Linked DNA regions of Macaca mulatta: region 1 is linked to region 2. Evidence: chromatin contacts called from public Hi-C data. All regions are on one chromosome and are shown on one strand. The core of a region is the stretch at or near the end of the contact, and the rest is flanking DNA. Distances in the headings are between cores, read along the strand shown.

Region 1 (6,480 bases), core at 538-3,037, 400 kb after region 2:
TTCCCTCTGTCTCTGCCGTTCTCTCTCTCATTCCCTGTCTCCCTCTCAGTCGCTCCCTTTCTCTTTCTCCCTCACTCTGTCGCTGTCATTCCCTCTCATTTACTCTTTTCCTCTCTCTCCCTCATTCTCTTTCCCCCTCATCCTGTCTCTCTCATTCTCTCCTTTTTTTTGCTCCTTATTCTGTCTCATTCTCTCATTCCTCTTTCCCTCATTCTCTTCCTCCCTCTCAATATCCTCTTCTTCTTTGGCAAAATTACCCTGCTAATAGCTCGGGGTGTCTAACGGTACTGAGAGGCTCAGAACTCCCTCTGACTGGGTCTTTCCACTTCAAATTTTCAGTTCCAAGACAAAGTGCTGGAGTTGGGCAGACAACCACCACACCCTCCCCTCCCACCGCCTAGGGCCAATTTGCCTTGAGTCCTTAGTCCAGTGACGTGTTGAGGGGAATTCCACCAGGGTTTAGGCCCTGGACTGGGGCTGGGTGAAGAGATCCCATAAAGTCCTGCCCTGGGGGCCAGCATCCAGGGGTAGAGACAATCATTAATCAAAAGCACCAAGGAGGGTGAAGTTGCTGCTGTGATCAGGGCTGTGAAAGAAAGGAATATGGGGTCTGAAATCGGGGCAGTGGGGAGGGCCGGCAGCCACCTCCCAAGGAAGAGGGCGTTGAGCCGGGCTCCCGCAGCTGAATAGGTGGAGGGAAGCCCTGCGTTGGGGGCAGAGCACCAGGCCTGGCCCAGCCCAGGAGTGGCAAGTAACTCCTTGGGGAGGGAGCGGGGTCCAGGCTGGACCAGGTCAGGTCGGTGAGTGGGACCTCAGGGGGCCTGAGGGTGAGGACGGCTGGAGAGGCCCGGGAGCCTGCAGTCTGCTCAGCCAAGGAGGGGTCGGGGGAGGAGGGGTCTCCAGAGCCACAGGAAGCAGGGAAAAGAGCTTGTGTTTGGTGGGGAGGACGGGATCAGATCTACGTTTCTGTAAAGACCCCTCCGGCTTCACATAAACACAGACTGCACCGGCTTTCTACATCTCACTTGGTTCTTCTTAAATGAACCAACTTGTGTGAGAGAGGATGACGGCTTATTTAATTTCCTAGCACTTACCACCAACAGCCAAATAATTTATTTTCTATCTTCTTCCACTAGAAGATAATTTCTAAGATTTATGTATGCTTTGTTCACTGTTGTATCTCCAGCACCTAGGATAAAGTCTGAGATTTGTTAAGTGAACTTTATAGGAAGCCGTTGGTTTGGGCTGAGCTCCTGCAACAGACCCAACAGAGCAAACCAAAAATGGAGTTACTCCTGCCAAACATTCATGACGCTAAACTGAAACTAAGTTGTTTATTTGACCTTCCAAGAGATCAGGAGAGAGAGAGAGAATAGCCAAATCCCCAAACAGGCCGGTTTTAACAAGCAGGAAGAAGCCCCCTCTTCTTTAACCTTTTAGAGAAAAGTTACTTTCTAATAACCAACCCGCCTTCTGCTTCCTGTTTGTTTTCCTCAGCCTTTTTCTGTTTATAAAGTCAACCCCCTCTGCTGGCCTTGTCAAAACACTCTTTCTATTTTATGGAATGGAATGTTGCTCAATTCTAGAATCACAAATAAGAGCCAATTAAGATCTTTAAACTACATTTGTTGTAATTTTTGTCTTTTGACAAATGTAATAAGCACTCAATAAACGTGAAAAGAGAGGGAGAGCAAGAGATAAAGACAGAGGGAGAGGAAGAGCGAGAGGTCTCATGGAGGAAGGAGGGAGACTTCTCTGCACCTTCAGAGGCAGGCAGCCCCCACAGTGCTGGTGCAAGGACTGAGCAGATTTTGTGGGGTATGTGTTGGTGTAATGAGAAAGACTAGCCCTGTATCCAAAGAGCTGGGTTTGAGAATTGAGTTTTGCCACTTACTAGAATGAGACATTTGTCAAGTTACTGAACATCGGAACTTCCAACTCCTCAAATGTAAAACGGGTGTGACAACACCCACCTCACCAGGTTGTTGCAGAGGCGGAATGTGTAGCTGTGATGAAGAAGCACTGTGTACACTGCAGAGAACTATGCAAATATTGGGAGTCTCTACTTTGTGGTCCCTCCCAGGAGTCAGAAGAAGACAGGACCAGGTGGCTTTTTGGGCGTCCATTGCAACATCAGGGAGAGGAGTGAAGTCACAGGGATGACACGGTCTATGGCAGGTCCTGCTGCTGCTGCTGCTGCCGCCGCCCATGACACACTCCTGGAGCCCAGGCAGAGTCTGTGTTTGTCATCTTAATTTCCCAGCTAGTTTAGATTTTATGACATCAGAGAAGACAGCAAAATCCCAGAAAAAAACTTGGGTCAAGTGTACTGCAGACAAATGGATTTCAAATTTGGTTTCTCCTTGCCCTTGGAATACATTTTAAATAAATAAATAAATAAATAAACAAGAGGAGAAACACACAGGAGAGAAACCTTTCTTCCACAGCGCCCTTGCACATTTGATCTGATTTGCACAGTGCGGGGTGGGGACAGGAAACTGACACCCTAGAAGGTTAATGGTTTCCAGGAAGTCAATTACAGATTCTGAATTTAAACCTGGGTCTGCTAACGATTGTTCTCCAATCACTCAGCTGCCACTTGTGAGTTTCCACTATGGAAACCAGTGATTTTTCACAGAAAATTAGTGAAGCAAATGGAATGATTTTTAAAAGCATAGGGTTTGAAGTCGGAAGGCTGGAGTCCAGAGTCATGGTTCTGACACCTACTGGCCTGTCATTTTCACCTGCTAACGTCTAACGAACCCGGGTTCTCCTTAGTAAAGTGGGGATGCTAGTTCCTAGGGCACCGGGCTGTGGAAGGTTGAACTGGGATAATGGGAACTCACAAGCCATAAACCGCCCAACCAGTGATGAGTACTTGCTACACTTTGGCCGCAGCTGGTTTTGATTTTACATTAGTAACCTGCAAGTCTGTATCCAGCGCTAGGCACTCCGGGGAAAAGGGGTGGGTACAAAGGAGGGATGAACCCCCAGCTCTGGCTGCAATGGAGCCAGCATCCCGTCAGAAAAGGGGAACCCTGACCCTCCTCTCCCTCCCCTGGGACTGTCCCCAGGCAACGTGGGCTCCAGCTTGCAGGTGCCGAGCTCCACCGCCAGATGGCGCCGCGGTGCGGGACGCCGCGCAGGACGCTGGGCTCCCGGAAGAAGGGAGGAGGCCGTTTGCAAAGGTTGCAGAGGCAGAGCTGTAGGTTACAGGCGAGGCGCGGGAGCCGGGCGCGGAGCCGGGATAAACAAGAGCACTCTGTGTCGGTCTGGTTCTCTAAAGAGAGGATAGTTCCAAGAAAGACACCGACTGAGGCATCCAACAACTGGGGAGCAGAACGGCGCTAGCCAAAGCAAGTTCCAGTCGGCCCGAGCCCGGGAGGCCCCACCCTTGCCGGTGGAGCTGGACCGGCTTCAAGAATGTGAGGTCCAGAAGTTAGGCCGATCACGGTGGTGCAGACACCCCGCTAGAGCAGGATCGACTCCCTGTGGGGGAGCAAAGGGACATGAGAGAGAAGCTTGGACCAGGGAGTAGGGGCCACATTACACTTGGTATTAAGCAAAAGGCAAAAGAGGGTGTCCGTGGTGCAGCCAGGAGTCCCCGGGAGTTCCCAGCAAGGCGGGGACTGATGAAAACTGCGTTTGAGGAAAACATCCCTAAACCTGAACCAGTATCCTTTAGGCTGCCAGCCTGGTTTAGGGGAGAGAAACAAAACAGACGTCCTTTTAGCAAAATGCACGTACTGGCTACACTGTTAGCTCTCTGGGAGCTGATGCCATGCGCATAGTCGGTGTGTGGCAGAGACAGCTAGGCACAGCCACCAAAGAGCCTGCTCCCCTGTAGAACGCGGGGCTATTTGAGGAAAGCATCTGCCCGGGGGCTCTGCTTCCCCATTTCCTCCTGCATTGAGCTAGCCAGAAGCTAACCATGTGAGTGAGCTTGCACCAGCAACAGCGGGCACCGTGATTGCCCCGTGGCTCTCTCCTAAAAGATGGCTCCCACTCTCCCTCCTCCTTCCACAGGCTGGGTGTTGACACACAGGGTGAGGCCACATGGCAGAGCCTCCCCTGGGCCCTATTCCGGAACAGCTGTGAGGAAACCCCTTTTCTGCCACTCTACTGCGCCTCCACCGGATCTCACACGAGACAGCAACTTCCGTTGTGTTGAGCCACTCCAATTTAGGACATTAGCAAATACAGTCACCAGTTTTACCCGCCATAATGCAAGGTTTTGCTATACATCTGTTGAATTGATGTGAACTTAACTGAACTTCTTACGCCTGGGAGTTTAATACGATCTTAGGTCCAGCTGGAGGAAGAGGCTGGAACGCCGGCTGAGCCCAAACTAAGCCATTATATCCCCTGTGACCTGCACGTATACTATCCAGATGGCCTGAAGCAAATAAAGACCCACAAAAGAAGTGAAAATAGCCTTAACTGATGACATTCCACCATTGTGATTTGTTTCTGCCCCACCCTAACTGATCAATGTCCTTTGTAATCTCCCCCACCCTTAAGAAGGTTCTTTGTAATTCTCCCCACCCTTGAGAATGTACTTTGTGAGATCCACCCCCTGCCTGCAAAGCATGGCTCCTAACTCCACCGCCTATCCCAAAACCTGTAAGAACTAATGATAATCCACCACCCTTGGCTGACTCTCTTTTCGGACTCAGCCCGCCTGCACTCAGGTGAAATACACAGCCTTGTTGCTCACACAAAGCCTGTTTGGTGGTCTCTTCACACGGACACGCGTGACACTAAGCGCTCTGCATTTCCATAAAGTGTGAACTTGGAAGGTTCCAGGGCCTCCACTGCCACCATGGGGATTGCCAAGACTGGGTGGTTTGGGCGTCTTCAAACAATTTCTTGTAAGTTTCTTTTCTTTTCTTTTCTTTTTTGAGACTGAGTTTAGCGCTTGTTGCCCGGGCTGGAGTGCAATGGCACGATCTCTGCTCAGTGCAACCTCTGCCCCCTGGGTTCAAACGATTCTCCTGCCTCAACGTCCTGAGTAGCTGGGATTACAGGTGCCTGCCACCACACCCGGCTAATTTTTTCTATTTTTAGTAGAGACGAGGTTTCACCATGTTGGCTAGTCTGATCTCAAACTCCTGACCTTAGGTGATCTACCTGCTTAGGCCTCCCAAAGTGCTGGAATTACAGGCGTGAGCCACTGTGCCCGGCCCCATAATTTTCTTAAAGTCTAGTATTTAAGACTTTAAAACAAGATTTAAGTCTGTAAAATCAAGTGGGCAAGGCTTTGAATTGCCAGTGGTGCTTTAAAGCATTTATAGGCCAAGGGCAAATTATTCTTGGATCCTTCTGGACTTGACATTCTTCTGGAGACAATGAGTCATCCAAAGAGCTCCAACCCTGAATTAAGCATTAAAAGTTATTGTTGAGCAGGACGCTCCTGCGCAGCCAAAAGGTTCCTGTAGAGTCACAGAAAGTAGCAGGAAATATCTTTATATCCCTGTCCAGAAAAAAGAGCTAAGGTTTCACAGCCCTGGAGGTCCCCAAAATGGTCCAAATTAATGAACAGTCAGAAAACCATGAGAGAAAAATCATCCAAGGTCATTCTTTTTAAGCTGACCTTCCTACCCTGCCTTCCTTTCCGCAGCTCCTTAACAAAAACTGAGCACAGTAGGGCATTCCTGTGGGGGCCTCTGAAAGTCAGTCATTCTTGCTTGAGTTCTCCGGGGGAAAGAAAAGTCTTCTACACATAAGGAGTGGACAGACAGTAATCCTAGAATGAGGAAGCGTTTATAAATAACAAGAATTCAAAGGAAGTTAGTATCAGGCCTAATGAAGATCAGGAACTCTGATAAACAGCGCCCAGCTGGAGCACATTAGATTTTAATAAATATGGGGTCCCTATGTCACCTTTCCATCTGCTCCTTTTCCTGAGACTTTCAGGAGGGGCGTGTGAGGTGATGAGACATGGACGTTGGGCCAGCGGATTTCTGTGTTCCCTTAAGTCCCGGAGCATCGTAGAGGCTTGGGTCTCAGAGCACATCTGATTAACGCTCCCCAGCTTAATAGAGGAAGAAGCCAAGCCCCGAGGCAGGAATTGACTTCCTGAGCCTCTACAGTTTGTCAGGGAGAGATGGAAGAGAGCCTGGAGTACAGATCTCCTGAGTGGGCTCTGCCTGAGCACACGCGGTGAATAGGGAGCCACACATGAGATGATGGACAGAGCTTCACACCCATCACCCCCCATGTGTTGATGTCTCCTCCTCCTCCTCCTTGGGCAAACCCCTTAGTTTCTCTGACCTCAGCTTTCCGTTTCCATAAAAACGGACACAGTAGTACCTCTGGTGCAGGGAAGCTGGGGGTGAGGGGGGTCTCAGCACAGCGCAGGTGCAGGGCTCTTAGAGGAAGTGAGGAAATGCTGAACAGGTGACAGATGGACAAAGCAAGAGAAACTGACCGACCAAAAGACCTTGCCCACTGTTTATACACCTTCCATCAATGTCCAAG
Region 2 (7,284 bases), core at 2,068-4,567:
ACGCACGGTCCACAAGCAATTCTGTCTTTCTCAAGGCTTTTTCTTGTGCAATATGAAATCCTTCTGGGGCACTGAGCTCAGGAACTCCAAAAAGACCCTTAGAACCAAAGAATACGTCTGATTTATAACCAAAATTCAAAACTGTGCTTTTTTGATATTTACTAAAATTACTTTTATCACAAAGGAAATCTTGGCTTTCATTGGGGTATCATGTTATACCTGTGATCACGGATACTACTATCATACTCCCCATATCACTCCACATAAATTACACTAAAAATGTTCCCAGAACATAATTTTTCTTCAATTTTTAACTATTTTCTGAAAAAAAAAATGATATGGGTTCAAAATCCAGCTCTGTCACTTCTACAGAACCTAAGAGTGGCTGCAAGAATTAAATGAGATAATATATGTAAATATATATGTGTGTGTGTATTTGTGTGTGTATATATATATAGCAGTGTTTAGCACATAGCATTTGATAGATAGATGTCAGCCATAATTATTATTAGTTTATAACCCTGGTCATGTTATTTCTCCTCCTAGGCCTCATATTTTTTCATCATGTACAATGGGAATGACAATACATATCTTACAGCAGGGATACACATACTAAGGATATGTAAAGTACTAAAAGCAATATCTGACAGAGTAAGATCTCAGTACACAGTACCAATTATTCTACAACTATCAAAGAGAGAGGATGAGTTGACCACGAAGCAATAGATATTTTAGAAAAATTTAATGAACATATTAAAATCATAGGCTGAAACTGGGAGCAAATTTTATACGTTCCAAAGACATTTCAATATCTTGATAAAAATAAAAATCACTGATCTAATGGCAATGACCATTCTCTTGTTACCTCTTCAATCACACTTGTTAGCATACTCAGGAAGGCAGGGAAAAAAGCATTTAATATGCACCTACCGCATACCATGAAGTGCGCCTGCTACTTTACACAGGTTCTCATTTCAATCACACAATCCTACAGAACAGAGTATCATTCTTTTATAGATTAGGACACATGCTTTAAGAGGTTAGAGAAGGCGGGCGGATCACGAGGTCAGGAGATCGAGATCATCCTGGCTAACGCGGTGAAACCCTGTCTCTACCAAAAATACAAAAACATTAGCTGGGCGGGCGGCGTGCACCCGTACTCCCACCTGCTGGGGAGGCTGGGACAGCAGAATGGTGTGAACCCGGGAGGCGGAGCTTGCAGTGAGCCAAGATCGAGGCACTGCACTCCAGCCTGGGTGACAGAGCAAGGCTCCGTCTCAAAAAAAAAAAAAAAGAGGTTAGAAAAAACTTCTTTGAGGTCACAAATTAATATTGGCAAAGCCAGAACTCGAACCCGCTCTGTACATCTCTAAAGCCCACACTTTTCCATACTTCTCTATTACAGTTACAATCTCAATTACAATCTGTTTGAAAGTCTTCTCTCCTGAAAAGGTGAGCTTCCAGACCCAAGAGCGCTGCCCTTCATTTCTTTAACCAGCTATCCAACAGAACGTCTAACATATGGGGGGAACTCAATGTAGGAAACAAATGACCGCAGCAGAGGCTGGGCTTTGTTAATTAACTTGGCAGGTGTTTAGCACACACACTTTCAGAAATAGCAGCAGGTAACCCTTCAGGCCTGATGAGGCCTACTGTTTCTACAACAAGGGATGGATGAAGTTAAGCTATTAATCTCTCTTCAAAATATATTACAAGTTAAAAAAATAAAAGAGAGTCAGTGGGGGACAAAAGAGAATCAGGACTAAAAACAAATGTCATCTTTATATTGATTTAATTTGATTCAAGCGCAGACTAATTCCACTTCCCAGTACAACCTGCCCTACTGCCGCGTTGCCCTCGGGAATTCTAACTCTCGGATTACCAGTGACCTTCGTAATGCTAAAAAACTGAATAAACCTTTTTTTCCAAGGCAAAAACCAATTCACAAATTTGAAAATCTGCTATCGGTGCTGAGTACCAAGATACAAAAGGGAAAAATAAAAGCTAAAATTAGATACATCTCATCTACCCAAAATCAGGCTTCCCCTCACGTCTTTCTCCTCAGCGCCCACAAGCAGTTCTCACACCAACTATGTTAATACCAACATTGCATACTCTTAAGGAAGGTGGTGTGGCAAATTTCACACAAAATAATTTTAAAACAGACAAAGCTGATAATGGAGATAAAACCAGAATAATACACCTTAGCTCAGTGCAATACCCTAGACTCCTCTTTATAAGGCAATACACTACAATGAAATTTTAAAAAGCAAAAATAAAAGTAATCCTTAACCTAAAACGGACAAAATATACAAACTCCAAGTAGAACAGGCATCAGGTAAGTCCCTTCCAACCTTGCCTCCTTCTCACCTTCCACTACACAATGCACTCTAGTGACTTCCTGGGGTAAGAAATCCAAGTGACCAATTCCATGGCACTATGGCAAGTCAGACTCCTCGCAACAGGGTTTTGTGTTTTAAAACAAGAAAGCCCAAAGCTTTCAAATAAATTAGTAGGCGATGGAATTTCATGTATCAATGAAATTACCATTACTCGACTACAGGCAGCCGTGTCCCTGCAAAAAGACCATGCGATACCGCCTGTGAAGGCACAGGGATAGGCCTCCTAAGGCAAGACTGTAGCGCTGGAACTAAAGGGCTTTAGCGGGTGTGCGGGTGCATGTATGCAGAGGGCGGGTCCTGGCAGGCCGAATTCACCGCCACCATCAGGACGAACTATTCAGATTCACGTGGAGCAAGTGGCTCATGCAGAGGCAGTTCCCGGACCCGACACTCTGGGGAGGAGACCACTAAACCCGGCCCCTCAAAGCAGAGGTGACCTTGCCCTTATCGAGAGGGCACACAAGACGCCACTGTACGAGGTGGGTTCGCTGCCCGCCTCCTCCCAGGCCCAAACAATCTGGCCCTGAGTGTCGCTGGCCGCGCGGAGCAGAGGTCGGCTTAGCTCGCGGACTGAGGGGAGCTCCTCCTGCGCCGCTCACCCGGCGCTCGCCGAACAGGTCCAAGCGGCTGCCCTGGGGCTTGACATTGAAGGCGGCGCCCACGGGAGACCAGCTGGTGCTGACCCTTCGGGCCCGGATCCCGGCTTGAAGGCTTCCCTGGCCCGCCCACCGGGGCGGCAGAGCTGCTGCTCTGGCTCCGAAGCCGCCCAGCCTTCCGACGCACAGCATTCTATCCCCGGAGCACTCCCTTCCTCCCACGCGAGACCCCTGCCCTGGTGCTTTCGCCGGGAGCGCGGCTCCGCGTTTCCAAGGCAGCGGCCCACGCCGCCCCACGTGACGGCTCCGCTTCCGGGTCTGGGCGTGGCCTCAGGACGAGGGCACGTTGACGTCCAGAGAGCAAGAGCGTCGCTGCCCTGCCTTCTCAGCCGCCGTCGCGGTTTACCGCCCCCTGTGTCCAGAGTGAGGAAAGGCTAGGGTTGCGCTTCCCTCCCAAGTGACTAGGGGGCTGGGCGCGGGCAAAATCATGATATATTCGAATTCCGGTGGACATTAGATATTTTTTGAGAGATGGTAGGTACTTGAGTAAACAAGAAATGCCCGCCATAGGCCTGAAGGAGAAGTTTCCCTTTTAACCAACTCTCTTGGTAAATTCATCCTGCACTTCTCTGTTTGGTGTCTCTGCCCAGTAACTTTTTACTCTTGCATAGCTCATTTAAAAACTTTAGATGGCAAACAGTGAAAGCAGTCTAATGGGATTTTCCCTGCAGGGTTTCAGAATTGTCTGGGACCCGTGATCCCTTTTTTCCTCCCGCTTTCTCTCCTTTGGGATGGACTGTCTACCCTACGCCGGCCCCCGCCCCGCACCACTGTCTTTTAAAAGTGGATTAACTTTTCTGGTTTCGCAGAATCACACATGGAGAGAAATTCTGCCACAGGATGAATCACCCAGGAGGTCTCCTCTGTAGCTTATTTAATGACGTAGATGGGGGGAGTTGATGCGGAAAGTGGTAAGACTTTTGGAAATGTTGAGATGGGGCGAAAATGTATTTCGCACATGGGAAGGAAATCGACTTTGGGAATCAGAGGGCAGATTGGGCTGAACTGTGTCTCCCAAAAGAGATGCTGAAGTCCTAACCCTCGGTGCCTGTACAGGTGACCTTATTTGAACACAGGGAGTTTGCAGAGATGATTAAGATGGGTCATACTAGATTAGGGAAGCTGTCCTTGTAAGAAGAGGAAAATGTGGCTGATACAGGAGGAGGAGGACAGCCACCTGAAGATGGCGGCGGGGACGGGAGTGATGCTGCCACCAGCTGCCAGGAGCTGGAAGCAGCAAGGCCGGATCCTCCTGCAGCCCCTTTGGAGGGAGCATGGCCCTGCTGCTACGGTGATTGCAAACTTCCAGCCTACAGAACTGAGAAAGTCCATTTCTGTTGTTGAAAGACTCTCACTTTGTGTACTTTATTAGGGCAATCCTAGAAAACAAACAGAGATTCACCACTGGCAAATAATGATCAAACAATGATTTGTTGGATGGAATGGTGATTAAAACCTAGGTTAGAAAATGAGCAAAGCGGGAGGCAGAGCACCAGGACAAATAGCTAATGCATGCAGGGCTTAATACCTAGGTGACGGGTTGATAGACGCAGCAAACCACCACAGCACATGTTTACTATATAACAAACCAGCACGTTCTGCATATGTATCCCAGGACTTAAAAATAATTTGTTAAAAAAAGACAAAATGAGCAGTGTCTACAGCTTTCTGGAGTGTGACAGCATCACCAACTTAAAGCTGTTACTAGTACTGAATGGAATAAAGATTTCCCTTTACTTTCCCCTTACTGTCCTCAGAAACACAGATGAGGGATACATCCTCACATGACTCCTCAGAGCACTCAAATGGGATCAAAACACTCTTCCCACAAGAAACACACAGGCAGAGGATTCTTCAGATAATAGGAATAAGAAATGTGAAGTAAATTAGAATAAACCATGCAGCTATTTTCAATATTTACTCCTGGAAAGACAGTAAGTTACACAGAATCAGTTTTGGGAATAACTTTTCCGTTTTCACCTTTTTATGATTATTGTAATAACTGGAGGAATAAAGTAAAACCATCTGAGTCAGTTCGTCACCAAGCTGATTCTGAGATGGGGCGGCCGATTCATCAACTCTCCTGTCACGGGCTGCCGAACAGAAGGAACCCTGTGAAAGTTGTGTCATCGTCCTCATCAGCAAACAAGCCATTGAACCTGTCTCCTCCTGTCACCTGCAGCCACACCTCATCCCCCAGCTTCAGCTGCAGGACAAGGCCGCCAGAGGCCTGGTCCTCAGAGCTCATGTAAGCGTCTTTGGTGTGCAGTATTTTTACTCCATTTTTGACCAAAGACACCTGAACATTCCTGGAGAAAACAGTGATGTGGTAGGTGAAGTAATAGACCCCAGCAATGTGGCACGTGAACTTCCCCGTTGCTATATCATAATGGTTGAATTCGTTATACAGGATCTTATCAAATTTAATGGGCACATCTGAAGAAGGAAACTTGCTCAGCACCGTGAGCCCCACAGTGAAAGCACTTTTTGGCAAGACTAGCGTCTCACCGATTTTCCCTTTCTCTCCTCGATCTCCTTTCCAGCCTCTTATTCCCCGGACTCCTGGCTCACCCTGGGGCCCCATGGGTCCAGCTTCTCCCTTGGGACCAGGCTTTCCAATAGGGCCCATGGAACCTGGTAAACCAGTTGGGCCCAAAGGCCCAATGTCACCCCTTGGCCCCTCAGGACCAGTGGGACCCACACATCACCCTTATTCCCCTTCTGCCCCTGAGGCCCAGTCTCTCCTCGGAGGCCTTTCTCTCCCATGGGCCCTGCAAGCCCCTTGGGCCATGTTTTCCTGGGGATCCTCTTGAACCTTGATCACCTTTGATGCCTTTTGCTTCAACTTTTCCATCTGCTGCTAAATAGAGAAAGAGCAAACAAAGAGATGGTTTGTGAAAGATTCCCTTGTGAACAACTTCGGTTTTTCTATAATTGAGCTCAGAAATGAAACAAAGTACTCTACACGTTCAGTATACATGTACCCAGAGTTTAAAATTCAATTACTCCATCTGGGTGCGGTGGTCTCCTAGCACCTTCAGAGACCGCAGCAGGAGGACTGCCTGAGGCCAAGAGTTCAAGACCAACCCAGCCAACATAACAATACCCTAACTCTTAAAAAAAAAAAAAATCATAAAAATAAGAAAATAAAATTCAATTACTCCAGCCCAGTTCAGTGGCTCATGCCTGTAATCCTAGCACTTTGGGAGGCCAAGGTGGGCAGACTGCTTGAGTCCAGGAATTCAAGATCAGCCTAGGCAACACGGCAAAACCTCACGTCTGCAAAAAATACAAAAATTAGCCAGGCGTGGTGGTGCACAACTGTAGTCCCAGCTACTCAGGAGGCTGAGGTGGGAGGATCACTTGAGCCCAGGAGGTTGAGGCTGCAGTGAGCCGTGATCAAACCACTGCACTCCAGCCTGGGCAACAGAGTGAGACTCTGTCTCAAAAAATAAAATAAAATAAATGAAAGTCAGTTACTCCAATTACACAAGTGTGTGCACATGGACACACACACACATCTCAACAGACCTTTTAACTGCTGTCTACTAAGTTAGTGTCAGGGTTCATGTTAGAAATGACAACCCTACCATCTAAGTCTAACATGCTGGCTATGAAATAATGTCAATCCGTACGGAAAGCACTCTGCAGAGCGGAGACAGGCAGATTAACTGACACTCAACCCTAGTCATGCGACATCCTCTAAAAAGCCCCTCCCTGGAGTGAACATAAAATAAAACCTGCATCGAAGCATTCATTGCCCTCTCCTGCCCAACCCCAGCCCCAACCCATCCATCCCACCAGCAGTTCATCATCCACAGAGACCTTGCTGCTTCCTTGCACCCCCACCCATCCCAAAGAGCCGTGGTTGCAAGTGTGGACTCTGAGGTTAAATGCCGGGTCTCCATTCTGTCCCCACCACATATGCACACAGGACATCAGACAAGCTAGTGAGCCTCGTGCCTCTGTTCCCTCACCTATGGAACTGGGGTGATAAAAGTGTCCGGTGTCTGGGGATGTTGCATTCGGTGAGTCAGCACATGAAAAAAGCACAAAGTGAAGATGACACGAGTTTGCCGCTGTGACTACATCCCGGGGATCCATCAGGGACAAGTTCTAGTGCCACCTCCTCCATGCAGTGCTGCCGGATGCACCAAGTCAAAAACTCAGTCTCACTCCTCAGTGCTCATCCACTGCAAGGTTCAAGGTTCAGCAAACTACAACCA

The links. A called contact is a pair of places that touch in the nucleus more often than the background predicts.
Region 1: a contact with region 2 is called in a Hi-C map of blood, with 5 times the contacts expected there. The contact joins the enhancer-like site here to the promoter of MIPEP in region 2. A contact is called at or near these places in 8 of 14 Hi-C or Micro-C datasets (CD4 T cells, blood, cortical neurons and 4 more).

Annotation. Positions count from the first base shown.
Region 1 is chr17:4,922,759-4,929,238 of T2T-MMU8v2.0, forward strand. No RefSeq gene overlaps it. Among named protein-coding and RNA genes, the nearest start is that of C1QTNF9, 28 kb to the left of the region's middle. Within about 2 kb of position 1,788, at least 12 of the 40 cell types and tissues checked have an H3K27ac peak or open chromatin away from gene starts, as enhancers often do. A contact at or near this core is called in CD4 T cells, blood and cortical neurons, where this site is marked.
Region 2 is chr17:4,524,059-4,531,342 of T2T-MMU8v2.0, forward strand. MIPEP (mitochondrial intermediate peptidase) reads right to left here and starts at 3,318. Exons shown (of 20, transcript XR_013407934.1): 1 at 3,002-3,318; 2 at 1-97. It overlaps C1QTNF9B (C1q and TNF related 9B), which reads right to left. Exons shown (of 9, transcript XM_077974271.1): 7 at 5,844-5,918; 8 at 5,762-5,841; 9 at 4,964-5,759. The coding sequence ends at 5,145.